Linked DNA regions of Oryctolagus cuniculus: region 2 is linked to region 1. Evidence: chromatin contacts called from public Micro-C data. All regions are on one chromosome and are shown on one strand. Each heading gives the region's core, a stretch centred on a gene start, on an enhancer-like site or on the middle of the called end of the contact. The rest is flanking DNA. Distances are from core to core; before and after follow the strand shown. Region 1 overlaps LDB3 (LIM domain binding 3). Region 2 holds the start of BMPR1A (bone morphogenetic protein receptor type 1A).

Region 1 (2,880 bases), core at 163-2,662:
GGGGACTTTTGACGTTTCTCAGTGAGGCGCAGTTCTCCGCAAAAAAAGGATTAAGAACAAACACCCTAATCCTGCGCTGTCTAATCCACAGCCCTTTGTGGCTGCTGAGCTCTTGAAATGCGGTTAGTGCTATGAAGTGTGAAATGCATACCGCACAGTGAAGACTCAGCACCAGACAGGAATATAAAACATCTCATTAGTAATGATTTTACACTGATCAGACGTGGAAGTGATATTTTGAATATATTGGGTTAAATAAAAACACATGAAAAGTTCATGGTCTGAGCTTTCTTTTGCTTTTAAGAAATATGGCAGGGCGGCCGGCGCCGCAGCTCACTTGGCTAATCCTCCGCCTGTGGCGCTGGCACACCGGGTTCTAGTCCCGGTCGGGGCACCGGATTCTGTCCCAGTTGCCCCTCTTCCAGGCCAGCTCTCTGCTGTGGCCAGGGAGTGCAGTGGAGGATGGCCCAAGTACTTGGGCCCTGCACCCCATGGGAGACCAGGATAAGTACCTGGCTCCTGCCATCGGATCAGCGCGGTGCGCTGGCTGCAGCGCGCCGGCCGCGGTGGCCATTGGAGGGTGAACCAACGGCAAAGGAAGACCTTTCTCTCTCTCTGTCTCTCTCTCTCACTGTCCACTCTGCCTGTCAAAAATAAATAAATAAAATAAAATAAATATGGCAGGGCTGGCGCCGTGGCGAAGCGGATAAAGGCACCGGTATCTCATATGCACGCAGGTTCGAGTCCAGGCTGCTCCACTTCCAGTCCCGCTCCCTGCCAACGGCCTGGAAAAGCAGCAGAGGATGGCCCAAGTGCTTGGGGCCTTGCACCCAGTTGGGAGACCCAGAAGAAGCTCCTGGCTCTGGATGGGCCCGGCTTCAGCCGTTGCTGCCATTTGAGGAGTGAAACAGATCTGACTCTCTGTGTCTCTGTCACTCTGCCTTTCAAATAAATAATCTTTTTTAAAAAATAAAGAATTTTAAAAATATGGCCTCTGGACCATTTCTTTCTAATCAACACGGTGGCTACTGAGCAGCGACAGCCCACACACTTCAGCCCCTCTGTGGGCTTCACCACACCTACTATTTGCAAGCGCATTTCACAGATGTGGAGCTAGGGCCAGCAGAGGCGAAGTGACCGCCTCAGAGCCGTCCACAGGGATCTGTAGCTGGAACGGGAGTCCAGGCAGCGGCGCCCGTCCAAGTCTCTGCCTAACCACTCCCCGGGCCAGCAGGACAGACTTGAGGTGGCCCCTTGCAAATTGCTGGCCCTGCCCACCTCGCCTCCCAGGTCCACTCCCCTGTCCTAACACCAAGGTCTGCCAGGGACAGGCCGGAATCCCGGATTGGCTGCTTCCTGGCCCGGCGCTGTACCCACCCGAGCTGGGCCTTCCCCACCTTGTGAGGCCCGGCCCCCTAGGCCCCCAGCATGGGTCGTGCGAGCCCCTCTCGCGGAGCCCCGGGGCTGTTGCTATTTCTGCGTGACGGAATGAAGCCCGTCCAAATTAGAAGGCGATATTTCATCTCTAATTAGCAAGTTCAAAAGGCCCCTATCGCACTCGGCGGGCTCGGCAATGTGTAATTAAACAAGGTGATTTCTGACTCACTCCCGGGCCCGGCCCGCGGGCCGACGTGGCCGCCCCGCGCGCAGAGGCCCCGCCACCCGCGGCGAGGCTGGCCCGGCCCCCGCGCCGCCGCCGCCCGCCCATCCCTCCCGGGCCCCAGGTGTCGCGGGGAGCGGCCGCCCCGGCCCGGCGCCAGCGATAAGACCCGTGCCGCGCACGCCACCCTCAGCCCGGAGGAGGCCCCGCGGGGAGCGGCGGCCGGGCGCTCCGGGCCGCGCTGAGGGGACCGTGTGGCCTCCAAGGGCGGCGGAGGGGAAGGCGCCGGGCGCAGAGCCGGCGCTCGGGCCTCCCCGGGCGAGGGAGGTGGAGGCAGGCCGCCCCCTTCCCTGCAGGCAGGAATGAGTTAACGTCTGCGCGGCCTGGGAACGGCGCGGAGGCCCGCGGCTCCGGCACGTCTCGCCCGCCTGGGGAGGAGGAGGCCAAAGGCGCAGGGCGGGCCCGGCCGCGCACCCCGGAGCAGTGCCGCCCCCTGGCGGGCCTGCCGAGCACAGCCCGGCGGCACGGGCGGACGCGCCCCGGAAGGGCCTACCCCGGGCCAGGCCCAACGGAAATGAATGGCTTCCGAGGCGACGAATCCACACCGCTTTCCACCCTCCCTGCCGTGCGCGCGGTCTGCCCTTGGCGCCCGCTGGCACCCGTGGAGGTTTTGCCCTTGCAGCCCCCAGTCCACAATGCCACCCCCTGCCGCGGAGGTGCAGCCTCCCTGTCCTTGCCCTTGAAGGGACAGGAGGGTACCTCCTGTGGGCCAGGCACGGTGCTTGGAGACTGCGCATTCGCAGAAAGCAGGTGTGAACCCCCAGGCGGGTGTCCCTGGTGTGTCCCCTGCTCCAGCCACTGGGACGCGCTCCCGCGGCCTCCCCCTGCGCCTCGGCAGGAGTGCTCCTCAGTCCAGCCCACGGCTGCTGGGCCAGCTCTCAGGCTCAGAGAGACAAGCAGAGGCCCTCCCTCTCCCCCTGCCCTGGCTGACCTCCGATAGCATGGCCTTTACCTCGTGTAGGTCTGGTGGAGAGGCCACGCGGGTGGTTAGGGCGGGGAACATTCGGGAAATGTGTGTCCTCAGTCGGGCTAAACCTAAAACTGCTCAGGGATAGACTGGAGCAGTTAGTTAGAAATTAGATGCAGGACCCTTTGGAAGGGAATGAAATACCTGTCTCACAGCTAAGTGGAAAATCTGCTGCTTTCTAGAAATTCAAGATGGCTGTAAAAATAGATAGGAGGGTACTTGTGAAAGTTTGCTGAAAAATGAAACTAAAAGA
Region 2 (2,880 bases), core at 191-2,690, 50 kb before region 1:
AGCGAGCCCCGGACCTACTGAAAATCGTTCTACCTGTCAATCTGTCTTCCCTACACTCCACCTACTCCTGGGTCACAGAACCATCCGTTTTTTTTTTTTTTAAGCTCCACACTTCGCAAAAAATCTAAATGCTCCCGGTCCACACTCTTTCAACAACGATAGACGTGAAGTCCCACTCTGCTAACTCGAAGTTTAACTCCTCCCAAAGTGCACACAATCAGGGAGCAGCGTCCACCGCCAGCCAACGCGACAGCGACCGTTCCAACCACGCTCCTACACCTAAAACAGCGTCCGCGGAAAGTTGGCGTTGAGTTGTGTGTGTTTTTGTTGTTGTTGTCGTTTTACGTTAAAGCTCCGCCAGACAGCCCGGGTTCCCGGGTTCAGGTCCCGGCTGACTTCAGGCCGAGTGCTCCAAGGGGGACTACGACAGCCAGGGTGATCGTGAGGACTGCATGACGTAGCACAGGTGCCAAGTGCGTGCTGAGTCCTGGGCACAGAGTGCTCACCGCGGAAAACAGAAAGCCCACCTCACCGCGACCGACCCCGAGCGCACTCCGCGGCCGCAGGTCGCCGGACCCTCACACACACACACACACACACAGCCCTGGCGCACGCTCGTTTCTTGTTTTTTGTTTCTTTTTTCTTGCCAGACTTTCCCACTGGGAGTCAGGAGCAAGAGAACAGGGCTGCCCGCCACCGGGCAGAAAGTTCCCCGCCAGGACGGCGCCGGGGGCCCGGGCCGCGCAGGCCGCGCAGCGGCAGGTGAACCGCACACGCACAGGCCGGCCCGAAGCCCGCACCGGCGCGCCAACCCCTGCCCACCGCGCGGCCCCCGGGCCGGCGAGGTGAGAGCGCCTTTGCCATTTAAGGATCCCACGAGCGTCGCCCGAGCCGCCTGCGCCCGCACCGCCTCCCCGATCGGCCTGCGACTTGGGGGTGAAAGGGGGAACAAAAGAGGGGCCGGGCGGCGGGAGGCGGCGCCGGGGGGTCTCCGGCGGGCGGGCCCGGGCCCAGGGCGCACCACCACGGCCTCCCCGACCGAGGCTGGGCCCCCCACCCCGTGAGGGAGCCGGGCCCGGCCGCCCCCTCGCCCGGGGCCTCTGCGCGCCCGGCTCCCTCAGAGACGACGCGCGAACCCCGCGCCGGCCTCCCCGCAGCCAGCGGCCTCCCCCGGCGCGCGCACGCACTTCCCCGCGAGCCAACTCACCCGGACCCCGGGGAACTCATCCTCCGGCCCTCGGCGCGGAGCGGGTGGGCGCGGCGGGGGCCCGGCTCGGCCTCGCCCTCGGCGTGCAGCGGCCCCGGCCCGGTCGCCCCCTCGCGCGGCCGTGTGATCCGAGCCTTCCAGGCCGCCCTCCCTCCTCCCGCCTCCTTCGCCGAGCCCGGCGGGCGGATTCCAATCTCGGCAGCCGCGCCGCCGCCGCCGCCGCCGCTGCCGCCGACACTCGCTCGCGGGGGAGGGGCGGGGGTGCGAGGACTGGGGGAGGGGCGGCTCGGCGAGACGGCGCGGCGCGCGCGCGCACCCGCGCCCGGCGCCGGCCCCGCCCCGGACACGAAAGGAGCCGAGCGCGCGGCGGAAGTGCCCGAAGGTCCCGCGAAGCCCGGCGCCCCGCTGCCGGGGAAGAGCGGCCGCCGCCGGCAAGGGGGCGCCGGGCTGCTGTGAGGAGGGGGCCTCTCCTCCGCGCGCGCCGCCGGCCGCTCCCCGCGCTCCAGCCCCGCCGCCGCCGCCGTGGCGGGGCCGCTAGAGACGACGCCGCGGCGCAGAACACCCCCCTCCCCGGGTGGGCGCGGTGCTGCGCTTGGCCCCCCGGTCCGTGTGAGCGCCGGGCCGCGGACTTGGAGGCTAAGGCTCCGTGCCCACGGTAGAGGGAAAGGCGGTCACGCTGCGTGCCCAGGTGGCTCTAGGGGGCCCTTGGCCGCCTCCCGAACCAAGGGACAGCGGCCTGGCAGCTGGGGTCTCGGCGCTCCGGGCTCCGGTGAAGTCCAGAGGCGTAAGCTAAGGAGCGGCGGGGCCCATCAGAGCCTATGCCAGCGGGCTATAAATACTGCACGCATCCGCCCGCGTGCCGTGCCCTGCGTTTGGAAAATGCAGATGGTGTCCACTGCCCGTGCCTCCCATGTACCCCCTCTTTCCTGCGTGTGGAGAAAGGCAATGGGTAGTCCCTTTGTAGCAAAATTTGACCTTAAACCTCCTCGGTAAGTGTTTCCATGAATATGTCGGGTATCTTTTAAAAAGACACTTTAAAAAAATCCCTTGTTTTAAAATCTCTTAAAACTGGGTAAAAAAGAAGGAGGAAAGGTAGAGGGAAGAGTGTGCCAGGCCCTGATACTCATGTTTGCACACATACTCATAGAGATGTTCGGATGCCGGTGTGTTCCCTGTATTCCCGCGTGCTGTGTTCCTGTTGAGAGTGTGCCTTTGTTGCTTTCCTCTTTGTACCCTCTTTGCCCTTGAATGCCCAGACCCCTTCTGTAATTGTGATTTGATTTCGGTTTTCCTTTCCCTAATCTTTCCTGGCTCTTTCGCTGTCTCAGGTTGGAGAGTCATGTGTTAGGATCTTACTAAGCAAGAAGACGAGGATACATGAGATTCTTGGCGTCCGCTAAAATTTGTCACTTTGCTTTCTCAAGTGTCCTACGTGCCAGCCTGCTTTAATTTTTAAAGGGAGGACTTTTTGCTCAAGGAGATTCAGACCGATTGGCTAGAGGTGTCATGGGTGTGTGCTTAGTAGTGTCTCATGGCGGAGAAAACCGTGGCAGGTGTGTCATCGTGGTTTTTATGGCCTCATTCAATTTTTAGACAAAGCAATAAGTCCGTAAAATAGTCAGAAATCCCAAGTTGGGACTTCTGCTACATCAAGTTTCTAAATGTACAAATTG

The links. A called contact is a pair of places that touch in the nucleus more often than the background predicts.
Region 2: a contact with region 1 is called in a Micro-C map of ear pinna, with 6 times the contacts expected there. The contact joins the promoter of BMPR1A here to the enhancer-like site in region 1. A contact is called at or near these places in 2 of 6 Hi-C or Micro-C datasets (ear pinna and psoas muscle).

The regions. Positions count from the first base shown.
Region 1 is chr15:78,046,458-78,049,337 of mOryCun1.1, reverse strand. All of the region lies in intron 8 of LDB3 (LIM domain binding 3), which reads right to left. Among named protein-coding and RNA genes, the nearest start is that of LDB3, 39 kb to the right of the region's middle. Within about 2 kb of position 1,412, at least 5 of the 8 cell types and tissues checked have an H3K27ac peak or open chromatin away from gene starts, as enhancers often do. A contact at or near this core is called in ear pinna, where this site is marked.
Region 2 is chr15:78,096,285-78,099,164 of mOryCun1.1, reverse strand. BMPR1A (bone morphogenetic protein receptor type 1A) reads right to left here and starts at 1,440. Exons shown (of 14, transcript XM_070057996.1): 1 at 1,208-1,440.